Regions from separate parts of the Mus musculus genome. Here regions 1, 2, 3, 4, 5 and 7 are each linked to region 6. Evidence: chromatin contacts called from public promoter capture Hi-C data. All regions are on one chromosome and are shown on one strand. The core of a region is the stretch at or near the end of the contact, and the rest is flanking DNA. Distances in the headings are between cores, read along the strand shown. Region 1 holds the start of Dpp3 (dipeptidylpeptidase 3). Region 2 holds the start of Mrpl11 (mitochondrial ribosomal protein L11). Region 3 holds the start of Bbs1 (Bardet-Biedl syndrome 1 (human)). Region 4 holds the start of Rbm4 (RNA binding motif protein 4). Region 5 holds the start of Slc29a2 (solute carrier family 29 (nucleoside transporters), member 2). Region 6 holds the start of Vps51 (VPS51 GARP complex subunit). Region 7 holds the start of Rbm14 (RNA binding motif protein 14).

What was found. Promoter capture Hi-C pulls out the DNA fragments that hold promoters and counts their contacts.
Region 1: a promoter capture Hi-C map of pre-B cells shows a contact between it and region 6, with 3 times the contacts expected there. A contact is called at or near these places in 3 of 39 promoter capture datasets (liver and pre-B cells) and 1 of 130 datasets of targeted methods (pancreatic cancer cells).
Region 2: a contact with region 6 is called in a promoter capture Hi-C map of liver, with 6 times the contacts expected there. A contact is called at or near these places in 2 of 39 promoter capture datasets (liver and pre-B cells).
Region 3: a promoter capture Hi-C map of liver shows a contact between it and region 6, with 4 times the contacts expected there. A contact is called at or near these places in 2 of 39 promoter capture datasets (both in liver) and 1 of 130 datasets of targeted methods (pancreatic cancer cells).
Region 4: a promoter capture Hi-C map of neural stem cells shows a contact between it and region 6. A contact is called at or near these places in 2 of 39 promoter capture datasets (neural stem cells and pre-B cells), 2 of 484 Hi-C or Micro-C datasets (B cells and CD8 T cells) and 1 of 9 other capture datasets (adipose tissue).
Region 5: a contact with region 6 is called in a promoter capture Hi-C map of liver, with 2.8 times the contacts expected there. A contact is called at or near these places in 1 of 39 promoter capture datasets (liver), 1 of 130 datasets of targeted methods (embryonic stem cells) and 2 of 9 other capture datasets (adipose tissue and liver).
Region 7: a promoter capture Hi-C map of liver shows a contact between it and region 6, with 2.6 times the contacts expected there. A contact is called at or near these places in 2 of 39 promoter capture datasets (liver and pre-B cells) and 1 of 130 datasets of targeted methods (pancreatic cancer cells).

The regions. Positions count from the first base shown.
Region 1 is chr19:4,926,938-4,931,195 of GRCm38.p6, reverse strand. Dpp3 (dipeptidylpeptidase 3) reads left to right here and starts at 2,909. Exons shown (of 18, transcript NM_133803.2): 1 at 2,909-2,976; 2 at 4,137-4,258. The coding sequence starts at 4,142. It also overlaps a transcript of Peli3 not described here.
Region 2 is chr19:4,960,583-4,964,379 of GRCm38.p6, reverse strand. It overlaps Mrpl11 (mitochondrial ribosomal protein L11), which reads right to left and starts at 2,074. Exons shown (of 5, transcript NM_025553.4): 1 at 1,865-2,074; 2 at 1,406-1,501; 3 at 961-1,054; 4 at 715-874. The coding sequence starts at 1,987.
Region 3 is chr19:4,905,261-4,909,012 of GRCm38.p6, reverse strand. Bbs1 (Bardet-Biedl syndrome 1 (human)) reads left to right here and starts at 2,386. Exons shown (of 17, transcript NM_001033128.3): 1 at 2,386-2,457; 2 at 2,795-2,871; 3 at 2,994-3,028. The coding sequence starts at 2,411. Dpp3 (dipeptidylpeptidase 3) reads left to right here. Exons shown (of 18, transcript NM_133803.2): 18 at 1,216-1,784. The coding sequence ends at 1,391.
Region 4 is chr19:4,792,710-4,796,507 of GRCm38.p6, reverse strand. It overlaps Rbm4 (RNA binding motif protein 4), which reads left to right and starts at 2,499. Exons shown (of 4, transcript NM_001290122.1): 1 at 2,499-2,692; 2 at 3,688-3,798. The coding sequence starts at 3,699. Gm21992 (predicted gene 21992) reads left to right here. Exons shown (of 3, transcript NR_157185.1): 2 at 2,499-2,692.
Region 5 is chr19:5,021,641-5,025,612 of GRCm38.p6, reverse strand. Slc29a2 (solute carrier family 29 (nucleoside transporters), member 2) reads right to left here and starts at 1,607. Exons shown (of 12, transcript NM_007854.3): 1 at 1,336-1,607; 2 at 1,021-1,102. The coding sequence starts at 1,364.
Region 6 is chr19:6,074,882-6,079,086 of GRCm38.p6, reverse strand. It overlaps Vps51 (VPS51 GARP complex subunit), which reads left to right and starts at 1,900. Exons shown (of 10, transcript NM_001081041.1): 1 at 1,900-2,136; 2 at 2,595-2,724. The coding sequence starts at 1,909. It also overlaps a transcript of Tmem262 not described here.
Region 7 is chr19:4,809,531-4,813,711 of GRCm38.p6, reverse strand. Rbm14 (RNA binding motif protein 14) reads left to right here and starts at 2,078. Exons shown (of 3, transcript NM_019869.3): 1 at 2,078-2,540. The coding sequence starts at 2,204. Gm21992 (predicted gene 21992) reads left to right here and starts at 2,113. Exons shown (of 3, transcript NR_157185.1): 1 at 2,113-2,540.

The DNA.
Region 1 (4,258 bases), core at 1,660-4,159, 1.1 Mb after region 6:
CCGCCCCTCTCAGATCATACTAAGGCTGGGCAAGACCGAGGCAAGGCAGGTTAGGGTCTGTTTCCTGGGAAAGCTGAGAAACAGAGAGATAGCTATCCACTCAACCAGTGCCTAGGGTCATAAGAGCCCCGGCGATGAGCAAGGGCTTCCGGTCAGAGGAGGGACCTAGGGGACTATTGCCAGACTAGGATTACAACATCCTGCTGGCCATCTGTACCTGCTGGGGTTGCTGTGCGAATGAATGGCAGACACTGTAGAGATAGGATGGAGTATGGAGGGCAGCCTGGGTGAGGGAACTAACATAAGACGGCAGGGAGAAGGCTTCACAGCCAACATGCAGGTCAGCAGAAAAAAGGAGAAGGGACCAGGGTTAGGCTGGGACCTGGTGGGCCTTGGTGACTATGAGAGTGAAGTTAGTGATGAGTCCCTCCCTGTGCCTCCTGTGTGAGCCAGGGCTTCCTTTGAGCCAAGGGCTAAGATGGGGTTTTCCCCTGACCATACAAGGAAAACTAAACCAGGAAAACTGGTAGACAAAATAGAGAGGGGAAAAAAAGGAAGTGGCTCTGAGTGTAGGACTGATGTCCTTAGAGCAAGACAGAAGCCAGAGCCTCAGGGAGACGAAGATTCCACAGGAGTGTACCTAAAGCCACACAGCTGCTGGTTGAGGCCATAAAGACCAGATGGGCTGTTGATAGGGAGCCACCAAAGGGTAGTCAAAGTGTCATATGGCTACAGTGCGAAGCATGGCAGAACTGTTGGGGATATTTCAACCCTTCCACGAAACACTGGAAATGGAACTCTACCCAGTTCTTGCTAACAATCATGTTGGGGTCCAGGCACGGGAACACATTCCGATCTCATTTCTGGTGTTGAATCTCAGACTCTGGGAGAAAGAACCAACAAAACGTACTTGACTGGGCTCTAGGAAGAACTCAGGCTGGTGGTAGAAGCCAGAGCTCGGAGCTTCAGATTCCAGGATTGTTCAATGGAATGACAATCTCTAAAGCCAAGCATGGTGGCATGTGCTGGTAATTCCAGCGTTTTGGTAGGCTTTAAGGAAGGAGGGCTGTGTTCAATGCTAGCCTGGGCTACATGGCAAGACCCTGTCTCAAACAAACAAAAACAAAAAGTATTTTCATTACCAGATGGATGCAAACGTACAGAAAAGCCATGACCCATTAAAACAGAATGTGGGGTGTGTGTGTGTGTGCGTGTGAGAGAGAGGTGGGGGGAAGAGAGAATATGTGTGAGTGAGAGAAAGAAGGAGAGAGAGAATGTGTGTGTGAAAAAGAGAGAGGAGAAAGAGAAGGAGAGAGAGAGAGAGAGAAAATGTGTGTTGTGTGTGTGTTGCTGCAGGAGTGGAAACTGTATAGTGGAAGGTCTTATAAAATCAAAGGTCCTCTCACCTGTGCAATTGGTACAACAGTGATATGTTATCTCAGGGTTTTTGCAAGAATTAAATGAAATTCTATATGGCAAGCCGCTGGTAAAGGACTTCATTTAACATGCACTCCTGTTGACTGCGGTTATAACACGACACCATGCAGCTTGGTTGGGGGTCTTGGGCCCTGGGATCCTTCACTTGCCTGAATTTGCCCTTGGTGGCTATGGATAGCCCTTATTTTCCTATCTGGTTACACTTACATTTCAACTGGGTCTCAGTCAGACAACTTTATACCTCGTCTAGAAACAATGAGAACAGGCAAAAGGAAAGAAGAGGACTTTCCTCGGGACACATTTTTACAGAATTCCCCCTTATAATGACACTCACCAATCAGAACCAAGAGCTACTAGCGCTGTGGTGACAAGGCTGGCCTTAAGCACATGGTTGCTCTGGCCCCTCTAAATAGGCAAGGTAAGGAAGGTGTGTTGGATTTCAGTCCCGAAACACTACCTCCTACACAACTCTAGGGGACAGCACTACCTCTTGATGGCTGCCCATCCCTTGGGTAGACTTAGTCCTGAAGTAAAGCTGACAGTGTTCCAGAGTAAGAGAAGTGAGCTATCTAAAGTCACACAGCTGGTAGGAGACAGACATCTGATTGAACCCTAGACAGCCTAAGTCAGGCCCCAGCTCTTTGCAGTGCTTACCACATCTGGTCAGCAAGTACTTGCAAGAGCCATGGGTCACCCAGAAAGACTCCTCCCTGACTACCAAGAGTAAACAACATGCTTGTCTGCATCCTGGGCTGCCCTCCAGTCAATGTCACTGGAGACCGCTTTTCTATTCTAGCTGGCAAGTGGTCACACTAAGAAAGTGCCAGCTACTAGCTGGCCTCGACTTCAAGTGCGTTGAGGAAACTGGGGTTCCCAATGTTTTAAGGATGGCTTCCATGGCGACCCAGTGGAGCACCTGTAGCATTTTTCTGCACCCCTGGGACTACTGGTGGATGGGACTACTATTCGCACAGCCTACATACACTCTTTGTAAGAGCTTCGTAGTCTCCAAATAGCATCTCCAAATCCTAAATCCAGGGAGGAGGGGGTCCACATTATTATAGTCTTCTCTAAGTGGAGGTTCCTAACTGCCAAATCCAGGGTAGGGACACTGGAGGTGAAACCCCAAAGAGAGCAGGCTCCCAGCTACATGTGTGGAGGCTCCCGATGTATAGGAACTCTCACGTTTGGGGACCTTGTCAGTCCCCTCTGTCGGTACCCGACAGCAGCCACGCGGGGTACTGAGAAACTCAAACTTTTTCACCAAACATCGCCCTACGCCACGCCTCTGTGCAGTGAGGGCCAGCAGACAAAAGGCCAAGGCCTCGCGGTCCTTGCAAGGCAGGCACCACCCGTAGCGCTTGGGGGCGGGGAGAAGATGAGGGGAGGAACTGTCTTCGGTTCTTCTACTGGCTGTAGCTGCTGTCCGTCTGATCCCTGGGGCGACTACGGGTCGGTAGGGGCGGGGCTTGTGTCCCAATGAATGGGGCGGGGAGCCGGAAGCAGGAAGTGAGTTTGCGAACGGAGCAGCTGCAGCAGGTGAGGTACAGCGCCTTGGTTTTGGGGTCACGGTGTGTCATCTTCAGGAGATCAGAGCGAGGCCTGGCTGTGCATGCAAGATCATCCCCTTTCTGTCCACCCTTCAGTGCCTCTTCCAAATCTCTCCCAGCTTTTGGGCAAGGAGAATTTCCAGGCAGTAAAGAGTTAACACCTCTTTCCGAGCGAAGGGGTAGATGGGGCGGAGCCGCGCAAATAAGGAGTACAGAGGGTGGAAACGTGTCCTTAGCCAGGGGCGGAGCGTGGAGAATGTGGTGGGTTCGGAATTCCTTGGGTCCCAACTGAGCTGAAAAGCTTTGGATAAGTTGCTTGCTTTCCAAATGTCATATGGTTCCTATCTGGAAAATGGGTTGTGCCCTTATATGGCTTCCCAACAGAGCAACAGAAGAAAACAGGATAGTGAAGGGCTGAAGAAAGACATGAGACTGGGGCAGATGCTAGGAGGGAAAAGCTGGGACAAAATATCATTGCTGTTTTTGATTTATTTTTTGACAAGGTTTTATGTACCCCAGACTGACCTTGGAATCTGACCCTGGGCCTGGTTGTTGGTTAGACAAACTCTACCAACTGGGTCACATCCCTGTCCTGGATTTCATACCCAGCTGTTGAGCTTGGTGTCATACTCACAGTCAGTGTTGCAGAGGAGCAAAGAGCAGTGCAGGGAGGTGAAGCGGCTGCCCTGGGTTTTAGACCTTTTGGTGGAGCGGGGTTGGGACGGTGGGGTGGATATCCAGCATGAAGCCTTTGTCAGCAGTTGTGATGAGCTAGAGGTGTTGGGAAATTCTGAACAGAGACTAGGACATCTGAGAAGGTGGAGATGAGGCAGGGAGTGGCTGGGGCTGGGAGTCTAGTAATGAGGCTGTGTTCTGCCGGTTCTTCCTTCGTACACTTGGCATCCTGGGCCTTAGTGTCCTCATCTGTAATATGAAGTGATTGGATTCAGATTTTAAGTCTGAGAGGCCACAGGCCAAAGCTGGCCCGCAAGTATTTGAGTCTTTGAATCCCAGCATTTCAGGTGAATGGATGCGACTGGATTACTCCCTCCTGGACTTCTGGATGGAAGAAGTTAGTTAGCTCATGAGCTTTCAGAGCAGCCGCGAAGATGCTGCGCTCTCTGAGATGACTGTGATGTGTTCTTGCAGGGCTCATGGCAGATACCCAGTACATCCTGCCCAATGACATTGGTGTGTCTAGCCTGGACTGCAGGGAGGCATTCCGCCTGCTGTCACCCACAGAGCGCCTCTATGCCCATCACCTGTCTAGA
Region 2 (3,797 bases), core at 825-3,324, 1.1 Mb after region 6:
CCCGTGAGGAACAACTGACGCCAGTCTTGCTGTAGGGAATGACACCAGCAGCAAGCGGCCAGTGATGACTGTCCCTGCTCCTGTCTCTGCTGCGCTCTGGGGCAAATGCTCTCCTACTTGACAAGGGAACCTTCTGACTCGTCCCTCCCTCAGGCCACATCCCATATGCCTCTAGACAAGACTCCTCGACCAGAGTGAACTTAGCTTCAGCTCCTTCCCTCTCCTTGTAATCTTACGCTCTCTTACCCTCCTTTTCCTGGGCAGTTTCCATGTCACCTCCCTCAGAGTCCTCAATGACACATCAGGTAAAAGCAGGAAATCTCCTCTCTGCTTGCATGACATCCATTGATTTTATAACATTGACACCTGCTAGTCTAGGCCTCTATGTATGGGTCGGCCTTTAGGACTACACATTTCTCCAGAGTGGCCAGGCACTACTGGCCATTCCTGGTTCTAGCCAGTGCCCAGATCCATGTCCAGGACAGAACAGGTGCTTATGAAATATATTCCAAACAAGATGAGGCTTCAACCCATATCCTTCTGCTAGAATCTGCTAGACATGTATGAAAATGTCACAATGAAGCTTAATATGCATAACTAACATAGGCTATAAATTAAGAAGAACAAATAAAGCCCAACCACCTCACTGTAATGGGCCTTCTCAGCTTTCCTCCCAAATGAAGAACTTACTTGGATTCCTCTCAAGATACTCACTCCTTCACCACTCGAATGCCCAGGGAACGGGCAGAGCCAATGATGGAACGGACCACAGAAGACAGGGGCACATCTTGCATGGCAAAAGCATCATCCTTAGCTTTGACACAGGCAATCTCATATACGTGCTTCAAACTCACCAGGCCTGCCACCTCTTTCCCTGGGAAGAAGGAGCAAAGAATTCTTCAAGTGCCACTACATTTCTCTGGATACATCAGACTCTCAGGTGCCCACTCTAGTCCTTACCTGTATGCCGGGCCCCCTTCTCGATCCCAGCAGCTGCCTTCAAAAAGTAAGAAACAGTGGGCTGCCCAATCTTGAGCTCAAATGTCCTGTCGGGCTTAACAGACAAAGATACATGAGAATTTCTTGGTTTTCTATCCAGTCCAAGACATTTCTAATGTCCCTTTCCTTCTCCCACCAACTTGCACACCACAAAAGACAGAAAAACAAATCTACAGCACACATCCCTGCCATTTTTATTCCTAGCCCAAATCTCCTCTGGAAGCCCCAGTGAGATGAGAGGTAAGAACCACAATATGGCAGGATCAAGCCAGTTCAGAGAAATTATGGTCTAGGCTTCTGTTTAAATGATAAGTGGAAGGTAGCAACCAAGTTAAGAGTCAGAGAAGCAACCAGAGTGACTAGTTTCAAGGGCCAAGGAAATATATGGGAGAATGGGTCTCTCTACCTTTATAAAAATTTTTGTAGGCAGGGGAATGCCTTCTTTGATGTCCTTTGTCTTCTCGTTGAACTCTTTGCAGAACTGGTTGATAGAGACACCTCGCTATAAGGAACGCATACACAAAGTTAAGTATGGGAGCTGAAGGCTTTCTACCAACCAGGAGCCCCTGTCCTTTCATCTTTGTGTGTGTGGGGGGGGGGGGCGGGGGTATGGGTGTGTGTTGTTATATTTCTTCTACTCTGGTTCTATAGCTTTGGGTGCCAGGCAATTCGTCCACAAGGTACCACTTAATCAGCAACTAGCCAACTTGGGGGTCAGAGGTGCTGAGGTCAAAAGAGGCTCCGTAAGTAATACAAGGACATAAGGCCTGAAGGTGTGAATAGTGGAGACAACGTTTATAAAGGAGACTTCCCCGGCTCCAGCGCACTCTCCCACGTCTCCCAGGCCGGGTTCCGCACACCGCACCTGACCCAAGATGGGACCTAGTGGAGGCCCAGGAATAGCTTGGCCTGCTCGCACGATGGACCGGATCACGCCGCCGGCCTCGGGCTTCTTGAGGGTCCGAGTGGCCCGGCTTAGCTTGGACATGATGTAGGATTTTAATCTTAGCTCGCCTCGGAGAAGCAAAGAACTACGCTCTGGGCGCGGCCATTTTGGGTCAGAGGTGAAGGGCCCTCGTGTTCGGCTAGGGTAAATGAGACCAAAAAAGAGCAGTCTTGTTTCAGGCATACAGCTCTCCAACTAAAGACCAATTACGGAATTTAAGAATTAATTGAACTTTGCGCTCTGAAGGCAGGACGAGAACCTATATGGTTTCAGTACACACAATCCCTCAGCGGTGCGCACAGGCATCACCTTAGACAGCCAAACAGGAGTTCGGGACTTTGAGTCTCCGCACAGCATTGTGGGTATGTAGTTCAGCGCCTTATCCTGCGCCTGCTGTTGGCCGTGTTCTGGGTTGCCATCTGCTGGACACAGTGATATCTTAGCGTTTGATATGGAGCAAGTTATGCAAAATCCCTTGAGTCTTTTGTTTCCTCATGTGGTTTTTCATGGAAGGCAATATGATTATAGACGGGAAATGAAATGGCAGACTGCTGCTCTTGCTGGCTATGAACCTGATTCATAGCTAGACAAAGAGTTAGAGCTAGGATTAGGCTACTGTTTCTGTTACCTATGAAAATCTTTGACACCGCGAATATTATAGGTACCTTTCAGAATTGTTGTGACAGCTCAGTAACACACGTTGAACCAAGAAGGCATTTACCGCTATTTATACAAAGGGAAAAGCTCTTCCCCGCGCTTTTGAAATGCTAAGTTTGTGAATTCTCATCCCAGTCAAACCTGATTTTCCACTAGCTTATTAGGCATACTTTATTGCTTCCCCGTCTTTCATTTTTTCATTGGAAGATGACTTTTTGTGTCTCAGAACTCCGCATCCCGCTCTATTCTGTCCAGGATTCCTGATTATTACTTGCGTTTTAGGGAATGGTATTTGAGCCAGGTGGTGTTTGAAGCCTTTATTATCCCTCCCTAGAGCAATCTTGTGTATCTAGGCACTTTAGGGTAGTAGCAATGGCCTTGGTAGGACTCTTTGACTCACAGACTCTTCCTGACCACACGTGGCTGCAAAGCTCCAATAACTGTAGGTTGAATGCTCCATTATTTTCTCCAACAGTTCAGGATATAAAGTTCTCTGATCCAGTCTCCAGACTGAGACTACTTCGAAGGAACTATCCACTAACTCACTGTTTGCGATCCTTCAGATTCGAGGGGAATTCTCCAGTTTCTTTTTTCTTTTTTTTTTCCTTTTCTTTTCCTTTTTAAAAAATAATTCCTCTCCAGACAACCAGGCAGCCTATTATGTAGCATACCACTTCAAATTCTATCATCTTCCTCTAAACCGCCTCTCACAAACCTCCATTTTTTTCTTTCCTCTACCATTTCCTTGTGTGTGCAATGTACGTTTTTGCGTGTGTGTGGGTGAATGTGTGTGTGGATTTGCACATGTGTACACACACGAGAAGGGCCGAGGCTGATGTTAAGATCCTCTTCCATTGCCCTTCTGAGGTGGGGTCTCTTACTCAAACTAAGAGCTTGCCAGTGGTTCATCTTGTTAACCAGCTTGCTCTGGAGTTCTTATGCTGGCCTGGAACTACAGGGATGTCACCATGCCCAGATGGCATTTACCTGGGTTTCTTAAGACCCAGCCTCTGGCCCTGACTCTTTTTCAGGAAACACTTTAATCACTGAACCATCTCCTAACCCCATCCCACCACTGTTTTTGAAAATGTTTGTAGACTTGAACTTCCCTACAACCTGCTGGCAAAGAAAGTCAGGTCCTTTGTGTAAGGATCTAAAGGCCTCATTTTTATCTCCATCTTCTGTGCCCAGTGAA
Region 3 (3,752 bases), core at 1,137-3,636, 1.2 Mb after region 6:
GCAGGCCCTAGGGTACTGGGTGAAGTGTTCTCACAATAGGCCGGGCTGTGGCTCACTGGTAGCCTGCTTTGCACTGCCAAATAAGGTGCAGGTTCTATCCCCAGTACTGGGGGGAAAAAGAAAAGGAAAGGAAAGGAAAAAGGGAAAGAAAAGAAGAGAAAAGAAAAGAAAGGAACTTTTCAAGAATGAAGTCCCCAGGCCTGGTGAAGACTGGTTACAATACCCCTCATCAGTTTCATCTGGGAACTAAAATACACACAAGTGGTCTTCACAGAGCCAGGACTTAATTTAGGCCATGTTAGCCACTGTGTACCCCTCAGTGCCACAGGCTTCACAGAGTGCAAAGGTTGAGCAGCTGAGGGGTGATCCAGGGGCCTCGAGACAGGCTCATTTAACAGGTCAGATGCACAGATGTGCAGAGCGGCTACTGAGCACCCCACTGACGCTCTGTCCCACGCAGTCCCCGTCGCACAAGAGGAGAGGTTCTGTGCTCATGCCCCACTTTACCCACAAGGCACTGAGGCTGAGAGCAACTGGGAAACTTGCCCACGATCTAGACATATGAAGCAGTTTGATCTAACTTGACTATCTTGTTTGATCTAACATAGCACTTGAAATTTGATTTCGGATTTATTTATTTGATGTGTGTTTTACCTGCATGTATGTATGTACCATGTGCATGCAGTGCCCTTGGAAGCCACAAGAGGGCATTGGATCCCCTGGGGCTGGAATTACAGATGATTGTGAGCCACAGTGTGGGTGCGGGAGGCCAGGCTAAGAGCAGCCAGAGTCCTCAACAAGAGCCACTCGTACTCTAACCCCCTGAGCTATCACTCCAGCCCTGACAGAGTGCTTTTATCAGTCATTTTTATTAGTGATTGTTGGGGTTATGTTGGCTTTGTTGAGACCAGGATTTCCTAGGCTAGCCTTAAAATTAATAATCCTTTTCCCCCAGTTCCTTGAGTGCTGGGATTATGGTGTGTGCTACCATGCCAGACATGATTTAAATCTTGACTTGAGGGAAGGATGAGGTCAAGTGGCAATTCATTTAAGTCTAAGTCTCCCCCCATGTAATTCTGCCTTCCTGGCAGGGTTATTCTGATGTAGGTAATTAGATAACTATCCTGAACATTGACAGTTTGTGCCGGAGCTCGCTCAGAACTCGCCGCCCCTAACTACATCTTTCTGTGCTGCTGTTTTCTCTCCATCCCCCAGGCTCAGAAGTACAACTTGTGGAGTATGAGGCCTCAGCCGCTGGTCTCATCCGCTCCTTCTGTGAGCGGTTTCCCGAGGATGGGCCCGAGTTGGAGGAGGTTCTTATCCAGCTGGCTGCAGCAGATGCCCGATTCTGGAGGAACCAGGCCCAGGAGGCCCCACCTGGCCAGGCTTGAGAAGATCTGTGTGGTCTCTCCCCTCTTTGTCAAACCAGGGCTGTCAGTAGCTCTGAGTTGTGTGTGATTAGGAGTCAGGGGAGGGAGGGGCAGGAGCTTGGACTTTGGTGCTACCTCAGCTGAGGGTGGTGATGCGAACCCCTTCCATTTGTCAGCACTTTGCAGTTTACCGTATGTCCTCAGTTTCTGGATCTGCACTGCCATCTATGGCCGGAGCTCAACAGGGTGCCTAGTCCGGTTTTCCACATGGGAAGGTGGCAATTCTGAGAAGTGACTGTTCTAGACCCGGCAGGTGGCATGTGACAGAGCCAGGGCTCAAAGCATTCTCACCAAATCCAGCGCTCTTCGTGTATTACTTTTATAGCCAGAAAAATAAATATGACGACCACCATCTCTGCAGTGTATGTTTCTTTCTCTTCCAGTTCAAAGCCAGGGGAGGGCACACTACATCACTTTAGGCTTCCAATCCACAATAAGATTTTGAATATCATTTCCAAAGGAATGCACAAACTCACAACGTGTTCCGGAGCTCTTCTTTGTGACATATTTCTTAAGATTTGTGTGTTCGTGTGCATTTTCTTCATGGGTGTGGTGGTGGTAGCAGAGACCAGAAGACCCCATCAGATGCCCTGGAACTACGGTTACAGAATTGTGAGCTGCCATGTGGGTGCTGAGCAGTCCAGGGTCCTCTGCAAGAGCAGCAAGCACTCTTGTACTTTCAAATGTTTCCGGAGCCAAAGAACCGTAACACACTAACATGAGATCCTCACCCATTAATTTGTTTCTCAGTCTAGTCTTAATCCCTAAAAAGCGCTCCTCCCCAGGCCTCAAAGCCCAGGCCCCTGTCTTTAATGCAGAAACCATAAGTCAACATTGCATAGGACAAGGAAACCAGTGCTTATTTGGTCCCAGCCGGGACAATTTTACCCCGGAACCTTTGTTCCTGTGCTTTCGGATGCCCGGATTCTATTGGGTGTTGCGCGATGGCTGAGCTGGTTGCCAAGGCGACGCCTGGGAAAATGGCTGCGGCGTCTTCATCGGATTCTGACAGCGGGCGAGCTGAGAGGTTAAGTCCCGGATCCTCACCGCTTCCTTTCCCTCAGATGAATAGATGGTGCTTGGTAGCGGGTTCTGGGCTCTTGCTTTCGAGCAGCGGTGGAAGTTCTGGGAGGGCCCTTTAGAAATCAGAAGAAAGCTGATGGCCAAGAAGTATCTGTATGTGATTGGCTGGTCACTCCGGGCGCCAATTGAGCTCAGATCTAGACTTGGTATTATCCTTTCGATGTTCGTGCTCTGTTTCAGGCGTCATCTCGCTTAGAGATTTTATTTATTTATTTATTTATTTATTTATTTATTTATTTCGTCATGGGGCTCACTTTCCAACTATCTTTTTTCCCTCTCAGCAACGAAGCCAATTCTAAATGGCTGGACGCACACTACGACCCCATGGCCAACATCCACACCTTCTCCTCCTGCCTGTGTGAGTCTCTAGACATATCTAGGGACACCCAGATTCTAGGAGGATGGGAGGAACAGGGAACGGTTTCATGGAGAAATCTTTGAGATTCTGAGACTCCTTTTCGACCCTTTTGTGTTTTCTAGCACTGGCAGATTTGCATGGCGATGGGGAGTACAAGGTAGGCAATCAGAAAGTTGAGTGGTGTGTGTGTGTGTGTGTGTGTGTGACACTCAGAAGTGAGATTTGCAAAGAGGCTCAACATACTCTGGAACTCATCAGTACTAAAAAGGCACACTTCGTTGCAACTTCTTTCTTTTAACGATGTATTTTTATTTTGTGTGCGTTGGTGCTTTGCTTGTGTGTGTGCTTGTGTAAGGTTTCAGATCCCTTGCAACAGGATTTACAGACAGTTGAGAGCTGCCGTGTAGGTGCTGGAGTTTGAACCAGGATCCTCTGGAAGGACAGCCAGTGATCTTCACTGCTGAGCCATCTCTCTAACCCCAGAATTTCTTAGTAATTTGGAAAGTGAACATTAATTTTATAACATGATCTGCAGAGGTTAAACAGCAAGATGTTGTGGATTTATAGTACCAAGACATACGATTTTCTCTCTCTCTCTCTCTTTTTTTTGTCTTTGTTTGTTTGTTTTTCAAGACAGGGTTTCTCTGTGTAGCCCTGGCTATCCTGGAACTCACTCTGTAGACCAGGCTGGCCTCAAACTCAGAAATCTGCCTACCTCTGCTTCCCAAGTGCTGGGATTAAAGGCATGCCTCACCACTGCCCTGCTGACATATGATTTTCTAAAAAATAATTTGAGGGCCAGGAGTGGTAGTGCCTGCCTCTAATCACAGCACTTGGGCAATAGAAACAGGGCGATCCATGAGTTTGAGGGTGACCTGTGA
Region 4 (3,798 bases), core at 1,250-3,749, 1.3 Mb after region 6:
GGCTGGCAGTGGGGTTGGAGTTGGCACACTTGGTTATCCTTGAAGGATACTGGGTTTTAGTTCGAACCTTTGTCAGCTTTTAACTCATTTCTGGACTAGAAGCTAGTTACTTATTAAAAGTGTAAGTTATTAGATGAATGTGTTAGTTCATACCTATGTTCCTAGCATGAGAAAGGCTAAGGCAGGAGGATCCTGAGTTTGAGATCAGGGGAGGGAGGCATCTGTGAATTTTTTGCCATGTTGCTGGGGAACAAACCCAGGTCCTTGCTAGGCAGGACCTTTTCAACCAGCAGCATATCTATGTTAGTGAAAATTCAGTCCCTTCCTTATGGTTATCAAAAAGTTATCTCATACATGAGTTTCTTAGTTAACAAGTATTTGAGTGTCTTTCATGTTATCAGGGTAGTTCCAACATTGAGGCCATATAATATAGGAAGTGAACAAGATAGAGTTTCAAGTGATAGTATATTATTTGTGAAAGTAAATAGTTATAAGTCATGCCTTTAGATGGATTGGCCAGTAAAAAATCTGAAGAAAGAATAATGTATTCTTTTTTTTTTTTTTTTTTCGAGACAGGGTCTCTCTGTGTAGCCCTGGCTGTCCTGGAACTCATTCTGTAGACCAGGCTGGCTTGGAACTTGGAAATCCGCCTGCCTCTGCCTCCCAAGTGCTGGGATTAAAGGTGTGCGCCAACAGGCCTGGCCTGAATAATGTATTCTGAATAGGTAGAGACAATAAAGCCAGTCTATCTGGAGGGCTGGTAATAACTAAGGAGACTGGATGGGTAGGTTTGTTAGACCACGAAGCTTGGATCCCCGTCCCCGGTTTTTCCTTTAGACCAAGTCACACTATATAGGCCTGGCAAGCTTGGGACTTGCTGTATAGACCGTCTGGCATTTAACTCCAGCGGTGGTATTGTCTGGAGACTATTTCCACTTGGGGATTGGTCACAGGGTGAGGGCTGTCTGTCTGTCTGCACACTGTGGGGATAGTGGTTCCCTTGGCTTGTTAGCAGGCTCTTCCCCTTCAGACCGGGAGCCAGTCCAGTTTAGTGGAGTGAATTGGTCTTGTTTGCTACTGTAACCCCAACCTCCAGGAATTTTGGCATAAGAAAGATGATTAAACTGAGAGAAAATGATTTCTATACCCTATGCATTTCTGGGTGCATATTGAGATGTGGCTGTGCATTTTAGATCCCCTCTGAAAGGGCCTGTGCAGGACAGCAGAACTTGTATTACAGATCTCAGGTGGCTTTTACTCAGTCTCAGGTGCTGCAGAATGAAGCCATGGCCATATTTAATGTCATATTGTTACTTTTTAAGGGGCCTATTTCCTAGCCTTAAATTATAGACTAATTTTCTGCTATAGAATCCAGTAGCTTATTTTCTGTCTCTGCCTTTTGTTTGACTTTTTCTTTCTTTTGTGGCAGTTTTGGGAGGTAGTATGCTCTATTTGTTATTTTACTCCCAATCATCCTGTTCTCATGAAGTTCCCCCTGCTTTCTGCCTGTTCACCTTTAAGTTCTCCATTCAGCACCTTTCCCGGTTATCTCCATCTTAAGAAGCTGCGTTGCAGAGGGTCATGACTAAAGTTGCTTGCTCAATGAGTATGGGATTATGTGAAGCAGCCAGTGGGTGAGAAAAATGTGATGAGGGAATTTGGACCCTGTGAAGAATGTTCGTTTGTACTTGTTTACAGCTGATTGTCACAAGCCTTTTTTCCAAGGTCAGTTTTAGGGAATTTAAACTTAGTTTTGGCTAATGGAGCCCAATAAAACCAAACAAAATCAAAAATTGCTGTTCCCGTTTTTTGTTTTGTTTTTTGTTTCTTCTCTTGGCGGGGTGAAGTTGGGGTGGGATGGGGTGTCGATTTTCAATCTCTGTTTTTCACACCTTTTGGGGAGGTGGGAGGCTGTTTCCTAAAGGGAACCTTAACCCCTGTGTCTCCTACGTCTCTGACCACCCTATTGTCTGGGCCATTGAACTGTTATCGAAGCTGGATCCACTGACTGTTTTAGAGTTTTAAAATTACATAAAGATACTTATAATTTTGGTAACTTGAGACTCAGAAGGACTACATTGGAAAGTGGGGGTTGCTTTTTAAGTAGGGGCGGGAGCTTGGCTATCGCCGGGAGGTCTGGGTAGGTTGACTGATGCAATATCCACGTTGCGGGGCGTGGTGACGCTCAGCTAGGGACCGGTGCGGAATTGTGGTGACAGAACTTGAATTTTGTCAGGATGTGCACGTGTAAGTGACAAAATGTGAAAGCTTAACAAAGTTGGGAGCCACGAAGCTACAGGTTGCCCCACTGACGCACGGCACCTTGTTCATTCTGCCTAATGGCTGGCCGCGCTTTGAAGAATTCCGCGTTTCTAGCTCCACCTTCAGATGGACCTCTTGCCCAATCAGTGGCTTCAGTTTCACTAGGCTGGGTGCTCATTGGCTTTCATATAAAAGGTCCAGGTTACTGACGTTTCCACCTCTTCCTGGCCTCTCAGGTAATTGGCGTTCCGGGTAACCAATCAGGAAGAGGATCTCCGGGAACGCCAGCCTTTTACTTTACCGAACGGCCAATCCGGTGGGTAGGTTCACCCCTCTTTCTACCCAGAGTCACTGCTGTGGCCGCCGCCATTTTAGCGTTTTGTCAGAACCGTCCGCGCTGCAAGGAGGAGGACCTGCAGGTATCCATGCGGTGAGATACTCCACGTTCTTCCACTGTGTTCTTTTCTCTGTTAAAAAAACTTACCTGACTCCGGTGGGTGTCAGGGTTGGCATAGTGGGGTTGCGGTCTGCGCACCCGTCCCTGAGAGCCGACATCGGTCCTCGACTTAGTGCGGTAAGCCTGAAACAACCTTCCTCCAAGTCCTCGTTCTCTACTCCCGGAATAGCTTTCTTTTGTCCACCTTACCCTCTGCTTTGCTCAATCTTCTTTGGGGTTTCCACCTAGATAAATCTTAGATTTAGGCTGGAGAATCTGTCATGCCCTGGGCATTGTTGGCTTCCTCACCAAACTGTAGCACCAGTCTTTGACCAGTTCTTCTGTAGGAGCCTGTAATGACATGCCCCACCCCCACCCCCACCCCAGAGGACTCCTCCTACTCGGGCATTTTCTATATTTCCCTGCTTTTTATCTGGTTGATCCCGGAACTCACTACTCCGAGTGAAATTCCCACTTTTCCGGAAATGGTTGCTAAGAGAGGAAGAGCTAATTTGAAGTAATTATAATTAGCAAGTCTAGTAGTTAGAATCTTGTTTTCAAATGTCAAAGTGAGTAGCTCTCAGTACCTGTAGCATTTTTTTTATTTATGCTGAAAACTTAGAGCGTTATTCCTTTGTCTGGGGCAGGGGAAGTGTAACTCAGTGGCGGAATACTTGCCTATAATGTACCGTGCTGTAGGTTGGAGCCACACCGCAAAATCCCCTTTGTCTACAAAAGTCTGCCTTGTTACATTTTTCCTCTTTATAGAACTTCTTGTGAGAAATAGAAGCAGGCTCTTGTTGAACTCCACATTTGTTACTGATTGGAGATGTAAGAGCATGCCTGTAGGAGAAAACTTTTGGGACTATGTGCTAAAGTGAAAGGAGATGATGGGAGCCATTTATTTATTTGATTTTTTTTTTCCCTTTTTTTAACAGTTGCTATGGACTTGAGGTCTTCTCCTAAAAATCTTGTTTCTCTACTTGCAGGCTGTGTGGAGATGGTGAAGCTGTTCATTGGAAATCTGCCCCGGGAGGCCACAGAGCAGGAGATCCGCTCACTCTTCGAGCAGTACGGGAAGGTGCTGGAATGTGACATCA
Region 5 (3,972 bases), core at 358-2,857, 1.1 Mb after region 6:
TTTCTCGGGCACACAGAGCCCAGCACTCTTATGCGTACCCTGCCTGCAAGGCAGACCTCACGGTTTAGCATCCTTCCATTCTGGTAAGCTGCAGGCTCCAGATCTTTCTCTAAATAGGATGCGCTTTGCTTCCACCCTTTGTCTGCTCAGTTCCTAATTTACAAATCTTTTCTATGAAGCAGAAGAAATTTCTTTTGAGAACCTTTATAGCTCTCTGCTTCAGGGTGGAATGGCCTGGCACGTGTCTTGTTTCATTATTAATAGCCCTGGCTCTGTGTCTCTCAGATTCAGTAGCTGATCCATCTTTGGGTATCAGGGTCCAGCACCGATGCCAGCACTCCACAGACACCTGGGAAGTTAACCCACTGAATATGTTTGAATAACCCTATTCTAAAGAAAACACAAAAGTTAGGCAGTGGTGATGCACGCCTTTAATCCCAGCACTCAGAAGGCAGAGGCAGGCAGATCTCTGAGTTCGAGGCCAGCCTGGTCTACAGAGTGAGTTCTAGGACAGCCAGGGCTACACAGAGAAACCCTGTCTCGAAAAAAACGAAAACAACAACAACAATAAAACAAAAAGGAGAAAACAAGCTATAGATTTCTGCCTTTCTATAAAAGAATGCATGCTTTGGGGAATCGGGCCTTCCTCCACATCTGTCTACAGTAGTTGCTCATTAATTATTAGTTGAATGACTGTAACTCATGTCATTGCAAAGAAAGCCAAAGGCTTGGAAAAAAGACACTTTGGAGTGACTGGCCAAAAATAACGACAAAGGGCATGGGATGGAAACTCCTTTGCTGGTCAGACTCCCTACGTGGATGGCCCTGCACCTCTGAGATCTGTACCTTCCTAAAAGTTTGCCTAGCCAGGGGAGAGGCGGTTCCCTCTATGAGGCTTGGTGCTGTCCCTGACAGGCTGAGCTGTAGTAAGTGGCCTGGTGAGGAAAGTGGCTCAGTTCAAGACGGCTGGAGGGATGTTGGTTTGTGGCCATGAGGTTGCCCAGCGGCCGCGGGTCTCACCGGGATGGCGGTAATGAAGAAGTTCCAGGGGAGAAGGGTGCCCAGTCCCAGAATGAAGAAGCTGATCCCAACCAGGTGGTAGCTGTGGGGATCAATCAGAAGGTCACCCCGAGGACGTACGCCTGGGCCGCCCTAGCCGCCCCTCAGTAGAACGGACTACAATCCCCATCACCCTGGCTCAAGCAGCTAAGGGAATCGGCTGATGGGAATTGTAGTCCCGTTCGTCTTTGAGCCCAGGAGCATCAAGACGAGCGGGAATTCAAAGGCTCGTGGCCACCTGGGCCACGGTACGCAGCACATGGGTTCCCACCTCACCTGTCCCGAGGGGCGTTTCCCCGCGCCATGGTTGCCGCAGTCCTATTGCACCAGGCCCACAGAAGGCGGCTGCACCTGCGCCTACGCAGGGCTGGGAGGCCGAAGGAGAGCGACGCTGGTCGGTGTCCAGGAATCCCAAGGTCGGAGCGCCGTAGCGGAGGGTCGGGGTTGGGTTACACTGCGGACCACGTTTTGCAGGCTCGGACCTCGGCTCCGCCTCCAGGGCGGGAACAAAGAGCCATTGCTCCCCTCCCCCGGACGCCCGCTCTCCAGACTCCGCCTCGCTGGTGGCTGTGCCTTTAGGGTATTAGGTTCCGCCTTCTAGCTTGCTTCCGCGCCTGAAGCTGTGTCTCACCGCCGTCCCTTCGCCTCGCACCCGTCTTCTCCTTAGGCACGGGTCCGGAATCTCTGGGGAAGGGATAAGGACTGCGCAGGAGGGAAGGGGTCCGGTGGTTGTTGGGCACAGTCGATCTAGCTGGGAGGTTCTTCCTCTTGGCGTGTTCTAAGGTTTGGAGCCCTCTAAGCTCTAAGCAGATTAGGAAGTAAGTCCGACCAGAAGGAAGAAGCCAGTGTCATCAATTGTCGCAGAAGGTCCCAGCGCGGTGCTCCGAGGGAGTTCCCCCAGAGGTCGAGGCACTTTTGCAAACGAAAATCCCCAACATATGTGGAAGACGGACAGATAGGCCCTCCTACGGTACCTGGGTCCAACAAGGAGGATTGAACAAAGGCTCTGGAGGGAATCGTGGCCCAGGTGACGTTCGGCCCCCTCCCCTGTAGTCGCCACTGCCACCCTCAGGAGTGCTTAAAAACCTAATTTTCACTAGGCGTGGTGGCGCACGCCTTTAATCCCAGCATTTGGGAGGCAGAGGCAGGCGGATTTCTGAGTCCGAGGCCAGTCTGGTCCACAGAGTGAGTTCCAGGATATATTCAGGACTATACAGAGAAACCCTGTCTCAAAAAAACGAAAAAAAAAAAAAAAAAAAGAAAAAGAAATATATTTATGTGGACTGGTGAGAGCGTTTGCTGCCAAGCCTGATGCCCCGAGGCCACGCCCAGGACCCATATGTTAGAAAAACTGAAGCGACTCCAGCAAATTGTTCCCTAACCTCCACACAAGCACAGTGGCACACGTGCTTCTAAGTAATAAATACAAATAAATATGAATATATAAAAGTATATATATACAAGGTTATATAAATGTGTGTCTTCTAAAGAATATAGTTTTTTAGAATGTTTTTCCTATGTATCAGCCAGACCATGCTGTTACTATCCCTGTTCTGTCCTGTTCCCGGAATCTAGCCACCAGGCTTGGCTCATCGAAGGTGGTTCCTTAGATCATGGTGGACTGCAGATGACTGTGTGGTACTGGGAACTGAACTCAGAGCCCTGTGCATGCGAGGCAAACACTCTTACCCCTGGGCTGCATCTAACCCTAGCTGGTGACGTTAGGGAAAAGACAGCAATGGATTACACTGGGAAAGACAGTTACTCTTTAAGTTTTCTTTCCAGACTTCCATTATGCCAAGAGGGACAGTCTTGAGTTCAGTTCTAACAGGTTTTCAAGGCCTCTTCATCCCCTCTGCCTTGAGCATCTCTCGACAGTTTTACCTACACACAGTTAGTCACTTGCATTTTTCGAATGCTTATTCTAATAACTATTACTGACCTGTTTCCTACTTGACAGTGATAGGAGAGTGAGTCAAAGTGGGACAGGGGGTGGGATGTTGCCCTGGCACCATCTTGAAGATGGAGATGAGGGTCTGGGGAGCAGTCTGTTGTCTTGGGCTGGGATGGAAGGGGATGAGGCGTTTCAGAGAAGGAACGGCCTGTACCAGGACCGGGGACAGGAGAGTGCTGGCACACTATGGGACATACTAATAGATCCCTTTGGCTGGGAGGAGTTGGATTTTACCTCAGATTCTCAGCTCAGCCTGACTGGGGATCTGTAATTAACCAATATTTTGCTTCTACTTTGTGGCGAAATGCTGTGCATAACAGAACCCAGGCAGGACAATTTTTGATGGCACAGTGACATCCTAAGGGAGGCAAGAAAGGAAAACACTTAGTAATAAAATAATAAGTATGTGATTGGTTAGTGCTCAGACACATGAAGCAGTCACAAGCTTAGCCCCTCTTTATAAAACCAGTTTTAAACACACGGCAGGGGCACCAAAAGCAGACTCTTAAAGGCCACTGGTGTGGGCTGGAGAGATGGCTCAGCAGTTAAGAGCACTGACTGCTCTCGCACAGGTCCTGAGTTCAATTCCCAGCAACCACATGGTGGCTCACACCATCTGTAATGGGCTCTGATGCACACTCTTCTGGTGTGTCTGAAGACAGCTACAGTGCACTCACATACATAAATACATAAATAATATTTTGCCGGACGTGGTGGCACACGCCTTTAATCCCAGCACTCAGGAGGCAGAGGCAGGCGGATTTCTGAGTTCAAGGCCAGCCTGGTCTACAAAGTGAGTTCCAGGACAGCCAGGGCTACACAGAGAAGCCCTGTCTCAAAAAAACAAACAAAAAAAAAAAAACAAAAAAAACAAAAAACAAAAAAAGCAAAATCCCAAAAAATCCTGTGTCCTGAGGATGTGCCATACTGGAATGGAGACCAAGGCTTGGCGAAACTCC
Region 6 (4,205 bases), core at 651-3,150:
TCCACTCTTGACTGCTAAGCCGTCTCTCCAGCCCTTTTGTTTATTCAGCTTTTGGGAGAGTTTTTACATAGCCCAGGCTGCTTCAAACTTACAAGGATGACCGTGACCTTCTCCTGATCACTTGCCTGGCCCACAATGTTCTAGGCAGGTGCACATCAGTACACCTGGGTTTTATTTTCATTTTGATTTTTTTTCCTGTATGGATGAGTATTTTGCCTGCATGCACATGTATTCCTGCTCCCCATGGAGACCAAAAAGATACTGGATCCCCCCCCCCCCCAGGGTGTTACAGACAGTTGTGAGCTTGGGGATTGAACCTGGGTCATCAGGAAGAGCAGCAAGTGAAACCATCTCTCCAGCTCAAATTCACTTTCTTAAAGCTTCGTGGGCTGAGATCCTCAGATGTACAGTTTCTAAATAGCCCCCTGGATAAGAAGGCAAGAAAATGTTTTGGTCCAAGACAAGTGAATACATGATCCCTTTAGTCTGTGACAAGAGCAACCATGCATGTCAGGCTGAGAAGCAGGCTGTGGACATGGTAGCACAGACTTTTAGTCCCAGCACTCAGGAAGCAGAGGTGGCTGGATCTCTGAGTTTGAGGCCAGCCTGGTCTACAATAATGAGTTTCAGGTCAGCCAAAGTTAGAGTGAGATGATGCCTCAAAGAGGAAGAAAGAGAGAGAAAAGAAAGGAAGGGTTTGAGCTGGCACAGGGTGAACTGCTCTTGCACTTTGGTTTCCAGCATCATGACGGGTAGCTCACACATGAGCTGTAACTACAGCTCTGAGTTATCCCCTGGTCTCTGCACACATAAATACACATATAATACTGGGGGCCGGACAGATGGCGATTTAATACCATTCAGAACTGTTTTTAGCTAGGCAGTGGAGCTGGTGACAGTGTTATCACATGCCTTTAGTCTCAACACTTGGGAGGCAGACAGGTTCTACACTAGGACCAGTTCCAGGACAGTCAGGGCTAAGCAGAGAAACCGTCTTGAAAAAAATAAAAATAAAAAGTATACCATTTAGATTTTTTTTTAACTCCTAATTTTCAGATAAAAACAGTGTTTGGTCTGCTGAAACTCCTGGCAGCCCAGCACCCTATCAGCCCATCCTCGGTAACGTTTACAGTACATCATTAGTAAAGTCTCATTTTCTTCTATTTAACTCCACATATAATCTGACCTCATCCCCTCTTAAGAGCTTCGTCTTTTTTTTTTTTTTTTTTTTTTTTTTTTTTGAGACAGGGTTTCTCTGTGTAGCCCTGGCTGTCCTGGAACTCATGGAACTCACTCTGTAGACCAGGCTGGCTGGCCTCGAACTCAGAAATTCACCTGCCTCTGCCTCCCAAGTGCTGGGATTAAAGGTGTGCGCCACTACGCCCTGCTGAGAGCTTCGTTTTATGCCTACATCTTTAAAACTTCCGAATTATCCTCAATCCCAACTGCTCACGTATCACATTTCACTAACTTCTTAAGATTAACATCTTAAATTCTCTAAGTAGAATAAAGTTTCTCATATTGAATGACTCCTTGGAGACAGAACCTTGGGAAACACTGCGTTAAAGCCATATTGCAGGCTACTAAATGGACGTTTGAACCTTGCAGACCCCCCCTGTGACGCATATTCGATCTTCTGCAAGTCTCTTTCCTGTGCGGATGCAGGATTGGGACGCCACGATTCACCCAAGTAGCACAGCAAAATCACAGAAACTCAACGATCCAGAAGTTCAGTGAAACCTCTGTGCTCCAGAAGGACAAGCGCAAGACGGAACTTTAGTCTCACATATCCTACAGCTGCAGAGGAACGTTTCACCTGAAGGACCGCCTGGTTGTAGCAAGTTTCTGGTCCCCGGAAGTGCATCTGTTCCCTCCCCTGCCTCACCCCTTTGAGTTGAGGTTGGAGCTATGGCGGCTGCGGCAGCTGTGGGGCCTGGCCTAGGGTCCGGGCCTGGAGACTCCCCAGAAGGTCCCGAGGCGGACGCTCCGGAGCGTCGGCGGAAGGCTCACGGGATGCTGAAGCTTTACTACGGCCTCTCGGAGGGGGAGGTGGCGGGGCATCCCGCAGGGCCTGACCCTCTGGACCCAACCGATCTCAATGGGGCGCACTTCGACCCGGAAGTTTATCTTGACAAGGTGTGTGTGTGAAATGGGGCGGGTCCAGACCCCAAATATCTTGGACCCTAGATCTTACTCCCGATTTGGTTGCTGTGGTGACGGCAGCGGGGTTTATAAGAGGACAGCCCTTACTAGGCAATAGAGGCAGATCTGGAGGCCAAGGGAGCCTGGGCCTGACTTGAGGTCACACTGGGTCTGAGGTCTCGGTGCTGGCTCGTGGTAGTGGGTGTGACCATGCTCTTGACAGGCGCTAGGCAGGGCCTAGGTTGACTTTAAACTAAGCCAGAAGACCATGAACGCTGACAAATCCCAAATTGGGTCTAACCTGTGAAGTGTGCTACTTAAAGTGTGCCACTTATGGAATTCCTGATAAGGGTGGGATTGGAGTTGTCTTGCACTGAAATCCAACTAACGTAAAGCAGGGTAGCAGGACGTGAGTGAGCACTAACGCTGACTGTTCCTACCTGCTTCTCTAGCTGCGTAGAGAATGTCCTCTGGCCCAGCTGATGGACAGTGAGACGGACATGGTACGGCAGATCCGGGCTCTAGACAGCGACATGCAGACCCTGGTCTATGAGAACTACAACAAGTTCATCTCAGCTACAGGTGACCCCACTGGGACACACTCCTCAGTCTTACACCACCCCCACCAGGTCCTCACCCCGTGTTAAGAAAAACAGGGATTAAAGGAAAGAGACCCAGATTACAATTGGGTCCCAACCTTAATCCACTGCTGCTGAAGTGATGACTCCTGTGGGGGTGGGGTTTGTCCAAAGGACCAGCGCTGGGAAGGAAGAATGAAATGCAGTGAGTTTCTCTGCAGCACTTAGGAAGCACCAGCGTTTCAGTAAGCTTTAGCTTTGTTTGTTTATTTATATTGTGCACATGCATATGTGTGGGACACAACATTTGTGTGGGGGTCAGAAGACAACTTTCAGGAGTCTGTATTCTCCTTCCACCATGAGGGTGCCAGGGATTGAAGTCAGGTTATCAGGCTTGGTGACAAACACATTTGCCTGCTACTAAGCCATCTCAAAGTCAATTAAAATTTTTGTTAAAAATGTTATTAGTGGTAACTTTTGTTTCTGGTCAGTCTGCCTTCAGAGCAGATTTGCCACTCTCTCCCCCTCTGTCTGTATCCTCATTCCTTAAGATTTACTAATAGTTTTTGGGTCCAGGAGTCACCCCACAAACCACATGAACACCAATCTCAGTCACATAGGCACGGTTATTGAGTGCACACCCCAAGACTAATTGATTAGGGCAACAGCTCACAGATTCGGGAGCTGACAGCCACATACCTGTACACTGTCCGGGGTCAGACTTTATAAGGAAAAAGCCATAATGAGCTCATAAGCAGATACAGGGTGGGCTGCAGGGTGGGCAGCCTTTTTTCAAGTGTGTTAGTAGTTTAGACATTCTGGTCAAACTAACCCCTTGTCTAGCTTGGCTCTGAGTAAAGGCCATGGTTGGGGAATCTACCTTGGCTTTGCCTGAAGGCCACAGCTGGGGAATTTCCAAGGCAAGTAATAAGCCTCTCCATTCGATATATGGCCAGCCCGACTTCAGTCTGAGCAGACTATTTTACTGTGTCTGCTGCTTTTTGTGTCAGCAGTATGGGATGGCTGGCAGGCCTGAAGCAAATGGCTATAGGCATGCCAAGGACCAGGGCAGGGAAGCAGGCAGCAGCAGCAGAAATTAATTATGTGTGTGTGGGGTGGGGTAGGGGTGGATATGTACAGGTATCCACAGATCCCCCAGAGCTGAAGTTAGAGTCAGTTGTGAGCCTACTGACACGGATGCTGGGGATTAAATCAGGTCTTCTACAAGAGCAGTACACTCTCAGCTGTCTTCTACAAGAGCAGTACACTCTCAGCTGTTGAGCCATCTCGCCAGTCCCACTACTAGATAGTTCAGCTCTCCTCACACTACCTACCATCTGTCTGCCTTTCAGGCGATGCACTTGATGTTTGTATAGTAACCTTAAACCACATGTCCAGGAGGCAGACCATAGTGAATGTTCACATCTGTGGGGTTGTATCTTCATGGGGCAGTGCTCTGCCAGATGTTCACATCTGTGGGGTTAT
Region 7 (4,181 bases), core at 829-3,328, 1.3 Mb after region 6:
GATGGTGATGGGGATTACTGTTAATAGGCACAGCATTTCAGCTGAGGAAGGTAAACTATCCTGGAGATGGATGGTGCTGGGGTTTGTACAATGTAAATGTACTTGATAGCACAGACTGTGCACTTGGACATGGTTAAAATGATTCATTTTATGTTATATATTCATCTTTGCTGTGGAGCTGTTTCCTCCTAATTATAAAGTGCTTTTCTTGAAGGAAAGGGGAGCTCACATGAACAAGAAACCCACAAAGGGATAGAGAGATGGCTTAGCAGTTAAGAGTACAGGAGCAGCCGGGCGTGGTGGGCACTCGGGAAGCAGAGGCAGGCAGATTTCTGAGTTTGAGGCCAGCCTGGCCTACAAAGTGAGCTCCAGGACAGCCTGGGCTACACAGAGAAACCCTGTCTCGAAGGAAAAAAAAAAAAAAAAAAAAGAACAGAAACAGCTCCCAGCAGCATCCATATGACAGCTCACTAACATCAGGATCTGACGCCCTCTTCTGGCTTCCGCAGGCACTGCATGCACGTGGTATATGAATACATACAGGCAAACATTCATACACACAAAACATTAAAAGAAAGCCGCCAAGACTCAAGAGACCTCTCCCCAAGGTTATTTGTTTATTTGACATAGGGTCTCACATATCCCAGGCAATTTGGGATGACTTTCAACTTCTGACCCTTAAAGCTGTGAGTACAGCAGTGGGCTGCTTTGTTCTGTTCTTTTGAAATTTTTTTAGTTTTGTTTGTTTGTTTTTGAGACAGGGTTTCTCTGTGCAGTCCTGGAACTCACTCTGTAGACCAGGCTGGCCTCGAACTCAGAAATCTGCCTGCCTCTGCCTCCCAAGTGCTGGGATTACAGGGATGGCTTAAATTTTTTTAAAAGATTTATTTATTATTATATCTAAGTATACTGTAGCTGTCTTCAGATGCACCAGAAGAGGGCGACAGATCTTACTATGGATGGTTGTGAGCCACCATGTGGTTGCTGGGATTTGAACTCAGGACCTTTGGAAGAGCAGTCGGTGCTCTTAACCACTGAGCCATCTCTCCAGCCTTTTTTAAATTTAACGTTATTTTATGTGTGTGGGTGTTTTGCTTGTTTCTCTGCGTACCACAGATGTGCAATGGCCAGTTCTCTTGGAACTGGAATTAGCTGGTTTGTAAGCCCTCATGTTGGTGCTGGGAATCGAACTCAAGTTTTCTGGAAAAGCAGCAAGCTCTCTTACCAGTGAGCAGCCCCTCTAAGTTTTTGCTGTTTTTTTAAAGACAGGGTCTCTCTATATCCTTGCCTATCCTGGATCTCACTATGTAGACCAGGCTGGCCTCGAACAAATTTCTTTCGATTTTGCTTCCTGGTTGCTGGGATTAAAAGGGTGCCCACCACTCCTGGCCCCCTCCTCATATATTTTTAAGATCCAACTTTTGGCTTCCTCAGGATTACTGATCTTCTACTTTATGGAACATAATACTGTGATAAACTTCATGCATACAATAAATGGTCATCATCGTAATTCTCGAAATTCCATCAGGTTGAGACAGACAGACGCTCAATATTCACTGTCTGCAAAATCCTCCAGAGCTCAAGCAACCCCAAGTAATGTGCTTGCAAAGAAAGAGTTACAGTCCCTTCCTACTCCAAGCATATAGTGTCGGGGGCCAATCCCAGACTAAAAGGGGTTTGTCCTGGTTTCTCCTCCGGGCGCGGCCTTACCGCAGACGCTGAGGCTGCCATCACAACACCCAGGGTTTGGCTGCGGCAGCTCAAACGGAGGAGCCCGGACTTCCCTAAAGAACAAAGTTTTCCTTGGGGCCCCGCCGGGACGCCACACCCTGGCCGGAGGTAGCTCTTCTGACTAGGCCTCTGCGGACTCGGCCGGAGCGCGCTTCCCCGTCCCCAGCCCTCCTTTCCCCTCCCCCCGAAGGTGGCGGTTGGTCGCGCGCCTCTATGCTTTTTCCACCCCCTCCGTTAACAAGGGGCTCCAGGCCCTCTGGGATTGGCTGCGTCAAAGGACATCTGCTCTCAACCTGTTTGATTGGCTGCTATCCGCGCGCGATGCCGCCTCCAATTGGTTAGGTTAGAGCGCCTGCGCGGCGGGGTTCTCGGTCGCCAGCCATTCCTGTGGAGGACTGCGGGTCGTTCGGACGTTTTGCCTGTCGCTGTAGGAGAGGTCCTGTCTCTCCGAGAAGGCGGTTGCGGCGGCAAAATGAAGATTTTTGTGGGCAATGTCGATGGGGCGGATACGACACCGGAGGAGTTGGCAGCTCTCTTCGCGCCCTATGGCACGGTCATGAGCTGCGCCGTCATGAAACAGTTTGCCTTCGTGCACATGCGCGAGAACGCTGGCGCGGTGCGCGCCATCGAGGCCCTGCATGGCCACGAGCTGCGTCCAGGTCGCGCGCTCGTGGTGGAGATGTCGCGCCCGAGGCCCCTGAACACTTGGAAGATTTTCGTGGGCAATGTATCGGCTGCATGTACAAGTCAGGAATTGCGCAGCCTCTTCGAGCGCCGTGGACGCGTCATCGAGTGTGACGTGGTAAAAGGTAACGCGGGAGCGCGCTCGGGAGGGGACACGCGCGGTGCTCTCTGCCTCTTAGCCACGCCCCTCACTCTGGGGTTGGTCCTCAGGGTTGGGAATGATGGGGAAGTGTGCAGGAGCGGGGCCTAAGGTGCTGGGGGCGAGTTGGGTAGAGCCACCCTTCTCCCCTGCGGTCCCAGCAACATTCATCAAGTGGGAGGAGTCGGTTCCGGGCGGGTGCAGTGGCCACTGCAAGCCGAAGCCTCGGGGCTGGGGACGCGCCAGAGATTTGCGAGTGTGCGGGGTTGGGAGGAGGCGCCTTTTCCTGGTTGCATGAGCCTGGCACCAAAATGAAATGGAAAGGGAAGGGCACCAACCGGATTATGGAGCGGTGAAAAGAGTTCGCCACTTCCCCACTTCCTCTCCAGAATTTGGTCAGATCGAGGGAAAAGGGAAAAGGTTGGGTTGAAGCCCCAAGGCCGCTCTGGCGTTCCTTCCCGATGCTTCCCGGAAGGTAGCGGGCCCTTGGTTTCTCGGGTTCGGGCTTTTTTAGTATTGTCTGGAATGAATCTGCTTGTGGGCATGGGAGGGGCCTTTTCGGAACCCCTTTGACCTTTCAGTATTCGATGGGTTAGCCTTGGCGGTTTTGTGCTTTTTAATTCTTTTCCTCCACCCTCCACTTTGTGTTGGGTTTTACAACTTAACAAGTGGAAGCCCCGGTTTTCTGCGTTATTTTTGCATGTGAAAGGGGGCTATTAAGCCTCTCCCTCGTTAGCCTTTTACTTGCTAAGCTGGTGCCTCCGGGCACAGATGTTTATTAGCTTGGTGAGATTGCAAAGGGGAATACTCTGGCTGGGGGGGGGGGGGGTGTTGAGAGGGGCGTGTGAGATTTCTATTAAACTTGGTTTTAACACCATTTATTTAGTTAGTACTTTTTATTGCTTGAATAATTCTTAGGACAGCTTGCTAGTTTGCTATTTCCTTTGAGGAAATGTCTTTTTCAGACCCTGTTGATTTTCATATGTTGGGGTTTTATCTCTTTATCTTTCAAATACCTGCTTTTTTTATGTTGGCAAGATTTTATGAGACACCCAGACCGATGTGGGTTTCACTGATGAGAGTTAACTTTGCCCTGTCATTTTCAACAGTGCACCCTGGGAGTGAGGCCTTGTTTATTCCCTAGTTGTGCTGTTGTTGGATTCATATCTGCTTGTGCCTTGTAAGGAATTTTGAGGACAGGAACTACATGTGGGTATAGGTGCTTGCTCATTCTCATCAAGGGTTCATTTGCTGTTCTGGAAAGTCACAACTTTGGGCCATTCCTTGTCTTTTCAAAGAGGGGGGTGAAGGGTCATAGGATGTGCATTTATAGGAACGAAATGTTTGTTCTGTCTAATACTGCATTCTGTTTCCTTCAATTCAGGTTATATCTGGAATCTGACTTTACTGCAAACTTTAAGCAGGCTGTGTGATTTATGGGTTTTTGCTTCTGTTTAGTGTAAACGAGTGGGAAAGGTCTCAGTTTGGGTACTTGGTCAGCAAATGCATGGGATGTATGAGTTTTTATGAGAGTCTCAATTGACCTATCTAGTTTTTTTTTTGTAGTTCTTAGGTAGTCTGGATGGTAGAGTGGGAGTAGAATTCAGTACCTGAGGGGGACAGACTC